Linked DNA regions of Sus scrofa: all the other regions are linked to region 1. Evidence: chromatin contacts called from public Hi-C data. All regions are on one chromosome and are shown on one strand. The core of a region is the stretch at or near the end of the contact, and the rest is flanking DNA. Distances in the headings are between cores, read along the strand shown. Region 1 holds the start of SPTLC2 (serine palmitoyltransferase 2). Region 2 holds the start of GSTZ1 (glutathione S-transferase zeta 1). Region 3 holds the start of AHSA1 (activator of 90 kDa heat shock protein ATPase homolog 1).

What was found. Hi-C and Micro-C count contacts between places; a contact is called where the count stands out from the background.
Region 2: a Hi-C map of mesenteric adipose tissue shows a contact between it and region 1, with 1.7 times the contacts expected there. The contact joins the promoter of GSTZ1 here to the promoter of SPTLC2 in region 1. A contact is called at or near these places in 2 of 47 Hi-C or Micro-C datasets (heart right ventricle and mesenteric adipose tissue).
Region 3: a contact with region 1 is called in a Hi-C map of skeletal muscle, with 2.7 times the contacts expected there. The contact joins the promoter of AHSA1 here to the promoter of SPTLC2 in region 1. A contact is called at or near these places in 5 of 47 Hi-C or Micro-C datasets (embryonic fibroblasts, heart right ventricle, liver and 1 more) and 1 of 2 datasets of contacts at active chromatin or transcription factors (alveolar macrophages).

The regions. Positions count from the first base shown.
Region 1 is chr7:100,637,556-100,640,602 of Sscrofa11.1, reverse strand. It overlaps SPTLC2 (serine palmitoyltransferase 2), which reads left to right and starts at 1,630. Exons shown (of 12, transcript XM_021099554.1): 1 at 1,630-1,860. The coding sequence starts at 1,732.
Region 2 is chr7:100,390,833-100,393,879 of Sscrofa11.1, reverse strand. GSTZ1 (glutathione S-transferase zeta 1) reads right to left here and starts at 1,608. Exons shown (of 9, transcript NM_001243638.1): 1 at 1,471-1,608. The coding sequence starts at 1,485. It overlaps POMT2 (protein O-mannosyl-transferase 2), which reads left to right and starts at 1,716. Exons shown (of 21, transcript XM_001926162.6): 1 at 1,716-2,204. The coding sequence starts at 1,747.
Region 3 is chr7:100,509,185-100,512,231 of Sscrofa11.1, reverse strand. It overlaps AHSA1 (activator of 90 kDa heat shock protein ATPase homolog 1), which reads right to left and starts at 1,636. Exons shown (of 9, transcript XM_001928890.6): 1 at 1,398-1,636. The coding sequence starts at 1,477. VIPAS39 (spermatogenesis-defective protein 39 homolog) reads left to right here and starts at 2,068. Exons shown (of 20, transcript XM_003356755.4): 1 at 2,068-2,201.

The DNA.
Region 1 (3,047 bases), core at 381-2,880:
TCTTCCTAGCCTCTGTACCTGAGCTTCTGAAGGGTCCCTCTCTCAGGGACACCTGCCCCTTCCTTCTACTTTCCAGCTCTCCAAATCATGCTCATCCTTCAAGGTCAAGCTCATTCTACACCTTCCTCCCAAGATGTCTCCAAGTTCATTCAGCCCACCATCTAAGCCCCAATTAAATCAATTTGTCAGTGCCAGCCTTCCTCATCAGAACTCTTGCTACCTAGTCAATCCCGCTTGGGTCAGCCTTTTATTGTTGTTTATATATGTTCATCTTCTCTTATTGTATGTGAGAGGCAAACCATATGCTTCTTTTTAGCATCCTAGGTCTATCTCAAAATTGCATTCTTTGAGATCATGGTGTTTGTCGATTCAAAGAGGATGTCTGCTCTGCCTACCTGCTGTTAGGTTGTTCAGCAACTGAATCATAAAAACTGATAACTTGTCAACCCCCTTTCTAAAGCTCCTAGGGGGTGGGGGAGGAATGCAGGCGAAAGGGTCCATTGAGCAATTAATAATAATTAACACTTAGAAATGTTTACTAATTGCTAGGTCCCGTACAAAATACACAGCATGTATTAACTCATTAAATCCTCAGGACAATTACCATTATCTCCATTGAACAGATGAAGACAAATAGAGGTCACTTAGCTAGTAAGTGGCACAAGCCAGGATTCAAATCCAGACTGACTCTTATTCCATATTCTTAAATGTGACACTAAATTCTTTATGGGTAACCAAAAGTTTGCTTGCTATAATGTAGATCCATTTCCTTATTTTTTAATAACTAAATATAAATATATAAATATATAAATATAACTAAATATAGTTATATATAGAATAATATATATATAATATAATATAATATATATATTATGCTTCTGGTATGGGCCACATATGTGACAGATGCACAATGCCTTATTAATATAATTCTTGCAATGTCTATGAAGCAGGAAGTATTAACTCCATTTTAAAGGATTTGGCTCCCAAAGTGGTTAAATACTCAAGGTTTAGCTTCCGGTTACTGGCAGAGCTGGAATAAGGCCAGTTTCTTGACTTTCAAGGAAGTGTTCTTTTAAGGAAATTGTACAGAAACCCTGATAGGGACAGATGCGAAGGGCAAAGAGACATTTGAGTTATTACTTAAAAAATGTATTAATGTACAGCGGTTACTGAAGAATGGTGAGGGAATATCAAAAAGTGCATTCTATAAAAACACAGAATTCGCAAATTAAATAAAAAAGCCCTGTCTCAGGCTGGGATTCAAACCCGAGAACTTCCCCGGAGGCAAGGGCAGAGAGGGCCGTGTCCTGGCACTGACCTGCCCTGAAGAAGAGGGAACCTGCTCTAAACACTCGGGCTCAGCGGGGATGTCAGGTTGAAGGGCCCCTATGGAACACACCCTCGACACCTGCCAGCCGCTTTATTCTCGCCGGTGATTGGCCAGACAGGAATCCGGGGTCCGCCTCCGCCTCCTCGATTGGCCAGCAGTCCTCAGGCTCACCACCCTCCCGCGCTCCCCGCCCAGTCTCCCGCTCCCGGGCTCGGTCTAGGGCGAGTCGCAGCCTGGGAGGGAACGGGCCCCGCCCCCCCGTGACGGCCCGGCAGGGAATTGGCTGCGGCGTGCAGCCATTTCCGGTTTCGGGGTGGTGGGAGGGGTGCGGAGCGGGACTTGGAGCCGCCGCTGCTTTGCCCGCCGCGTACAGATCCTGCCTCGCGCTTGGTGCTGCTGGGATGATGCGGTCGGGTCCCGAAGGCTGCTGCCGTCGCCCGGTGCGGGCGAACGGCTGCGTGGCGAACGGGGAGGTGCGGAACGGGTACGTGAGGAGCAGCGCCGCTGCCGCCGCAGCCGCTGCCGGCCAGGTACGTGGGACCAGGCGGCCGGGCCGGGGGCGGTGGGTGGGGACACCGCGAGCTGCCCCGTGCGGAGAGGTGCCCCGGCCGGGCGAGGTCGCGGTGACCCTCAGCGGGAGCGGGCGCTGCTCAGGTGTGCTAGCGGCCGTGTCCTGGCACTGACCGGGCCTGCCCCGGGCCGGAAGGCTCAAGGGCGGCGCAGGGGCTCTCCTATCTCTCAGCGCCTGAGGTCTTCCTCTCCGCCCTAGGGAGGTTTGGGCTCTGCTTCCTCTACCCAATCCCGCCAGAAGTGGGGCCGTCCCCCAGGAGAAGCAGGGAGTGCTTTCTCCGACACCGGGAGGATCCACTCGTGGGCTGTAGATTTTTTTCTCCCAAGACTCCCTTCTATGCCCTTCAGGTAGTTGCTTCCTCCTAGAGCCATGAAGCCCTCAAGGGAAAACCTCGTTTAGGGTCCTTGGGAGGCAGAGAAAGTTAGGAGGTGGTACCGGGCGGAAACACACCCTGTCTTCTCCTACCACGTAACTACCCTCTTCTACAAGCAGGACGTTCAACCACCAATCTGCCCTTGAACCCGGGCCAGTGCCTCAAAAGCATTATGATCTTGGCCCGAGGTGAGAGCCCATCCTGGGGACCAGGTGGTCCTTTTTGACCCTTTGAGCAAGAGCGCCGTCACGCAAGGGGATTGTTTAGCCTGATGGCGACTTGTGATGAATCTTTCTGTTAATTAACCAAGGCTGAATCACCAACGAAATCCAAGCTGTTCTGAAATATTTTGAAAAGTTCTGACTTCAAGGCAATCATTACCAACTTTCCACTTCTCTGGACTGACAGTTATTTTGTTGAAATGGTTTTTAAAGACGAGGTGGTTAAAAAGATGCAAGATCAGTGTTGGTGGAAAGGAGGGTATGAAATTTGCAATTGACTTTAACACTTATAAAGAGCTCTCTCAGATATTAAGGAAATCATTTTTTTCAAAAGTAGTCTGTTCCCCATAGCAGGAAGTGTAACTGTTGTACTAGAATTTGGCATTACCATAAGTATCTGGCAGCCTCCTCCCTCAGTCATACCTCAGGAGGTATGATAGATACTGTTTGGTGTGAAACAAAAAAATAGAGCATTTCTCCCGATCTTGTTGAGATATGAAGACCGTAAGAGTTGAAGGGAAATACAAGAAAGAGACTTGACCTCCTTTGAAG
Region 2 (3,047 bases), core at 359-2,858, 250 kb after region 1:
GAAGCAATGCCTTACTTAATTACTAAATGTTACACCTTTGACCTGTGATCACAGAATGCCACTGCCCTCACATTATCTACTTATGGGCCATCAAGAGATGTAATGGAGGGCTATTCCTGCTATTTCTCTTACCGATGCAATTAACTGCACAAACCATTTCATGTTCTTTTTGCATTTGTAGAGCAAAATTTTAAGCCCATCATCACTCCTGGAGGAACTTTTTCCAATTCAAGTATCGATTCTGATCACTCTAGCAGATAGTTATTTACTTAGAAAAATAGCCTTTTAGGAGTTCCGTGGCTCAGCAGTTAATGAACCTGACTAGCATCCATGAGGATGCGGGTTCCATCCCTGGCCTCACTCACTGGGTTAAGGATCCGGTGTTGCGGTCAGCTGTGGTGTACTCTCAGATGCGGCTCTGATCCAGCCTTGCTGTGACTATGGTGTAGGCCAGTGGCTACAGCTCCGATTCAACCCCTAGCCTGGGAACATTTACATGCTATGGGTGCAGCCCTAAAAAAAAAAAAAAAAAAAAAAAAAAAAGACAGAAAAGAAAAATAGCCTTTTATTTTTTTTCTCACTTTTGTTTTTCTTTTTAAGGCTACATCCACAGCATATGGAGGTTCTCAGGCCAAGGACTGAATCTGAGCTGTAGCTGCAGCAAGGCAGATCCTTAACCCACTATATGGGGCTGGGGATCGAAGGTGCCTTACAGCATATCCCCACTATGGTGGGAACTCTCAGATTTTATTTTTAAACCATTTCTTACACACGATTTTCAAGAAAGACTCCTATAATCCCATTTGGACGTGAAAGGGTTACACATTGTGAAAGTGGTGCTATATTCCGCCTGATGTGCCACCACCTTCCTTTGAGCTCAAATAGCGGCTCTTTCACAAACTTTAATAAGTTTCAACAGGGAGCTTATTAAACATGCAGATTCTGGGTTCCTTCCTCCAGAGATTGATACAGTGGTTCTGGGGCGGGCCCAGGAGACGCAAATTAAAACCGGTTAAGTTCCCCAAGTGATTGTGATGACGAAAAGTGCCACAGCCTCCCCTCGCCCCTAGCAATGCAAACCCCTTCAAAATGCAAACAACCCTGTAAGGCCATATGTTAACCGATTGGACCTATCGTGCGGCCTGGTCGGGAAAGAGACATGCAGTGCTGCGCCAAAAAGGGAGACGAGGGACAACGTTCGGAAGTTCTAGAAGATCGGGTAGGGGGAGAAAGGTGAAGCGCAAGGGCACCAACCAAGCCCGGGACGCTACACCTGGACGCAGCGCTGCGGGGCCAATCCTGCCTCGACCACAGGCCCCAGCGGACAGCGCGCAGGCGCAGAAAGGGGCCACCGCAGCCAACAGCATGCTGGGAGTCGCTGTCGGAGCTGGGGGCGGGGCCGAGCGGCTCACCTTTGAACTCGCCCACCCAGCAAGTAGCGCCCCCTCTCCCCTGATGCGTGGCACAGACCTTCCCCGCTTGCATCTCCTAATTCAGACGACCTTTCTTCCCGACCAGGAAACTTCACGCCTAAGACTCTGACCCGTCGACGATTTAGGCCCAGTGAGATCCCGACACGTCAGAACTTCGGTTTTCGTGTCGGTAACGTGAAGGGTTGGATTAGAACGAGCTTTTAGGGCTCTTCTGGCTGGCCCCGCCCTTTCCGCCCCGCCTCCGCCCCGGGGGCTGCTGGGAATTGTAGTTCTTTGCTCCTGTTTTCTTCCGGGCCCGGCCCGCCCGGAAGTCATGCTCTGCGCCACTGGCCGCCTCCTAGCGGCCCGGGCGGCGACCGCACTCCCCGCCCAGCCTAGAGGCCGGGGCCTGGCGCCCTGCTGCCGGCGCAGGGAACTACATTTCCCAAGGAACCCCGAGAAGTCCCTTGGTAACTTCTTGGCCGGACAGCTCGCAAGACCCAGCGCGCTTGCAGGCCGGAGGGCCATCCTGAGAAGGGTAAGGATGCCACCGGCGGTGGGCGGAGGCCTGGCAGGGTCCGAGCTGCGTCCCCGGAGGGGCCGCTGTGGGTCCCAGGCTCCAAGGGCCGTGGGCGCGGATGCGGCTGCCGAGACTACAGCGCGGAGCCCCAAACGGCCTGTTCCGGGCTCGCGGCGCTTCGAGGCGGTCGGCCAGTGGGCTCTACTGGCCCTGGTGACGCTAATGTCCTTCGCCACCCGCTTCCATCGTCTGGACCAGCCGCCGCACATCTGGTGAGTAATGGGAGGGACTCGGCACCATGGCAACTGGGAGGGAATGACGCGCCTTCTCATTGGTCCGGGGCATGGAGGGGGCGGGATTCGCAGCCCAGGGACGGGGCCGCGCTGGAAGGGAAACAGGTTTCTGGCCAGGCGCAGTCTCTATGAGAGGAGTCATTTTTGCTCTGGTGAATGGCAGTGGGATTCTTTAGGATCTGAGGAAGTAGTCACATGTCTTGTAGGTTATGCTGCAACGTCTCACCTGGCTCTCAAATTGTGGCTTTGAACTTTCCCAGGAGAATCTTAGTACAGAATTTCCTAAGGCCTGAGTTCCTCTTCTACAGTAATTCCAGGCATCAGTGGAGGGGAGCATGCCTAACTGGGCGCCTTATTCTCGACAACCGAAACAACTCGTGTGTCCAAGCGTCCCAGGACCATCCTTTGAGGAGAGACATATTTCCTTAAAGGTTTTATTTTGTAGGACTAAGTTGTGGAAGTCAAATTTCATTAAGTAAACTTTAAAGTTTCCATCAAGAAGGAGGAAAAGTTTTATACTCTCTGAAAATTGTTCATTTGTTTGGCCAAGAAGTTTGTGTGTGGAGGGGTTGGATGGGTGGGGGGGTTGAGAGGGAAGGACCAGTAAGTCTTATTTCAGATAGCTGGGAAGTAGTCTAAGGCCAATCTTTTATCCATTAGCATCTGTACATAGGTGTTTAGACTGACCTCTGATTTTTGGTGTCATTGCCAATAATTACCATGAAGTCCCTCATTTAAAAAAAGAGCGACTCCCCTGCCCAATGGAAAGACATTCCATAGCACATTCTTCCCTACATTCTAACAAATTACCTGAAGGGGTGC
Region 3 (3,047 bases), core at 387-2,886, 130 kb after region 1:
GTGGCTCAATGGTTAACGAATCTGACTAGGAACCATGAGGCTGTGGGTTCGATCCCTGGCCTTGCTCAGTGGGTTAAGGATCTGGCATTGCCCTGAGCTGTGGTGTAGGTTGCAGATGCGGCTAGGATCCTGCGTTGCTGTGGCTCTAGCATAGGCCAGCGGCTACAGCTCTGATTAGACCCCTAGCCTGGGACCCTCCGTATGCCACAGGAGCGGCCCAAGAAATGGCAAAAAGACCAAAAAAAAAAAAAAAAGAAAAAAAAAAGAAAAGAAAAGAAAAATCTGCTTTCCTTTCTCAGCAATGATAGTGCTAGGGTGGGAATTTGGTAATTTTACATGGCGCCCCCGTCTGACCAAGTGGAAAACTGTGCACAGCTTGCTGAGGTCAGGAGCACACTACTGTCTAGAGAATGCACTATTGAGCTAAAAGGTCCAGTGAGAAATAAACCAATAATTTTAACCTCATAAGCAGTATTTGACCTGTTAAATTCAAGCGTGCCACAAAATGCTCTACACATTCTGCGCCCTCTAAATAGCTAGAAAATCAATGTTAAGCCAAGGACTTTCAAAGAAACAAAAAAAAATTAAGTCAAGCACATTATGTTAAGAGGAGAAGTGGCGGGCTGAGATACAGAGAAGAAAAACTACCTACCTCCCAACTTACTAAGTAGAGAAAACAGTAAAAAGAACTACAACAAAGTAAAAATAAAGACAGTATGAACAGAGTTCAGTGGACTTAAAAGAAAACATTACTTCCAGAAGATTTCATGAAGAATGGTAGGCTTTCAAGTGGTCAGGTTATAAAACCACGATTGCCCGGCAACAAGGGGCAGTCCCTGTAATTACAATACAATCACTTAACAGTTCCGGGTGAGAGGCCGTGGCGCCTTGAGCATCACTGAACTCTAAGCACCTGCTGAACACGTTCCAAACCTTAGCCTTCTGGAGTGAGGCAGCGGTTCGCTATGACTTACTTTTAAATTCCACCCGTCAGTGGAAAAATAGAAATCCTAACCCTCCGCAGCCTAACCCTGCAATCTCCGAATACAGTCCGCGACGGTTTGGGTCTCAGTGACTTCTCCGGCCACGTGTGGGAAGCACCTCTCTGCCCAGGCTGAATACAGCTGCTAGGGGTTATGTTCTCTTATATCTGAAACCCCTCCTCTGGGGCGCAGCCCTCCACGTCGTACCCCCTGCGCCCCCCTCCGCCAAACTGAAACGGAGACCGGAGAGTAGAGGAACCTGGAACTACGGACCCCCACAACAAGAAACACCCACGCCCATCTCCGGGCAGGTAGGGATGCCTCGGCCCCAGCTTTGTCCCGGCAGAGGTTCCGGGGACCCTGTAACCCCGGCCCTGCCGTAGCGTTCCCGCGGCCTGGCCCGCTGGCCCTCACCAATGCCAGTTGTTGACGTTGGTGGCGTCCGCCCGCTCCTCCACGATCCAGCGTGGGTCGCCCTCACCCCACTTAGCCATCGGCTCGCCTATCGCGCCGCCACCAGCGCCTAAGCAGCCACAGCCACAGCCTCAGGACCGCCCGGTCCCAGCCGCCCGGCAGCGCCTGGAAACTACTAGAAGCGGCCGCAGATCCTCCTAGCTTGCTTTTCCCTCCACCCCCCGCCCCTCCCCGCCTCAACTTCCGGCTCCTCCTCCGTCCTACCGGGTACTTCCGTTCCCCCTCGTCGGACCTTAGCTTCCCACTGCTCTAGGGCTCCTGCTAACTCCTTCGGGTTATCCCGTAAAAGGCCCGAAATGCAACCCTCAACACGACCATTCCCCACCCGCAGAGACCCAAAAGACAAGTCTCACTGTTTCCCTGAACCCTTAATCTGCCCTGTTGAGCCTCATGGGAGTTGTAGTCTTCAGTGACCCTGCAAAATAACCGCGGAAGGTCGTGCAACCTGTAGAGGAAACCTCCTAAGCACGGTGCGCTGGGTGTTCTGGGAGTTGTAGTCATGAGGCCCGGAGTCTGTCCAGGCAGCGTCGGATGATCGAGGCGGCGAGAACTACAACTTCCATAATGCGATGTGGCTTCCTTTTTGACTCATGGTTCCTCCCCCTCTGCGACACCTCCTCCCGCCTCTCTCCGAGACTATCCCCTTCCGCCCCTTTTCTATGTCGCAAAGATTGTGTAGAAAGGCTGGTCCAGCGGCGGAAGAGTCTGGCGCTGACCTGAGAGGGAGGGCTCGGTGTGGAAGAGGTGAGGGTGTCCCAAACCCCTTGGGCCACGTATCTGGCTGAGTTCAGCCTCTCCGCATCCATATCTTCCCCCCTATTCTTTGAGGCGTCCCCAGACCTCCCAGGCCTGACTCTTGTTTCAGTCCCCCTGACCCCTGGGTTGGGAGCCAGTGTACACTCGGTGTTGGGGCTGCGAATGAGCCCGAACAGGTGATTTTGAACGAACTTCTGCCCCACCAGGGTTCTCCTGGGCTCTGGCCGCTTCTGTAGATCCGTGTTTCCTGGACGTGGCCCGTGGAGTCTTCCTAGTTTAAGCCACATTTCCTCGTCTCAGTTCATAGCCGCACCTTTGTAGGCCTGGCTCGGAAGATGTTAAATGAATCCGAATATGACTTCTCAGTAGCTGGCTTCTGGGGTGTTCTGAGGCAGGGAGCGTGTTGGTTGTAGATATTTTGGGGGTGTCCGTTTTCTTTTCCTTATCGTGTTCCTGTTCTCCCCTCGGATCTACTATCCAGTATTGTGGGTTCTCAGTAAACAAGTGACAAGGACAAGCCCTGAAGTATTTTAAGTCGTGCGGAAGCACCTTTCATAGTCACTCTTAAAATTGCACCTGGTGGTTTTATAAATTCTAGAACGATTAAATGATTGTCTTTTTATTTACTGAGTAGATCTTGGTTCTGATTTGATGCTGGAAGTACAAACTAGTGTCACGTGTTCATTGCCATTGCATGGTTAAAAAAGATTCCAGAAGTCCTCTGGTGGATTATTGGATTTGTTAGACATATTCTGTGCTTATTCGTAGACACTTACAGATATTTATTTTTTGTAGTATAGTAAGGACCTGCGGTCGTTTCCCCTAGAGTGATAA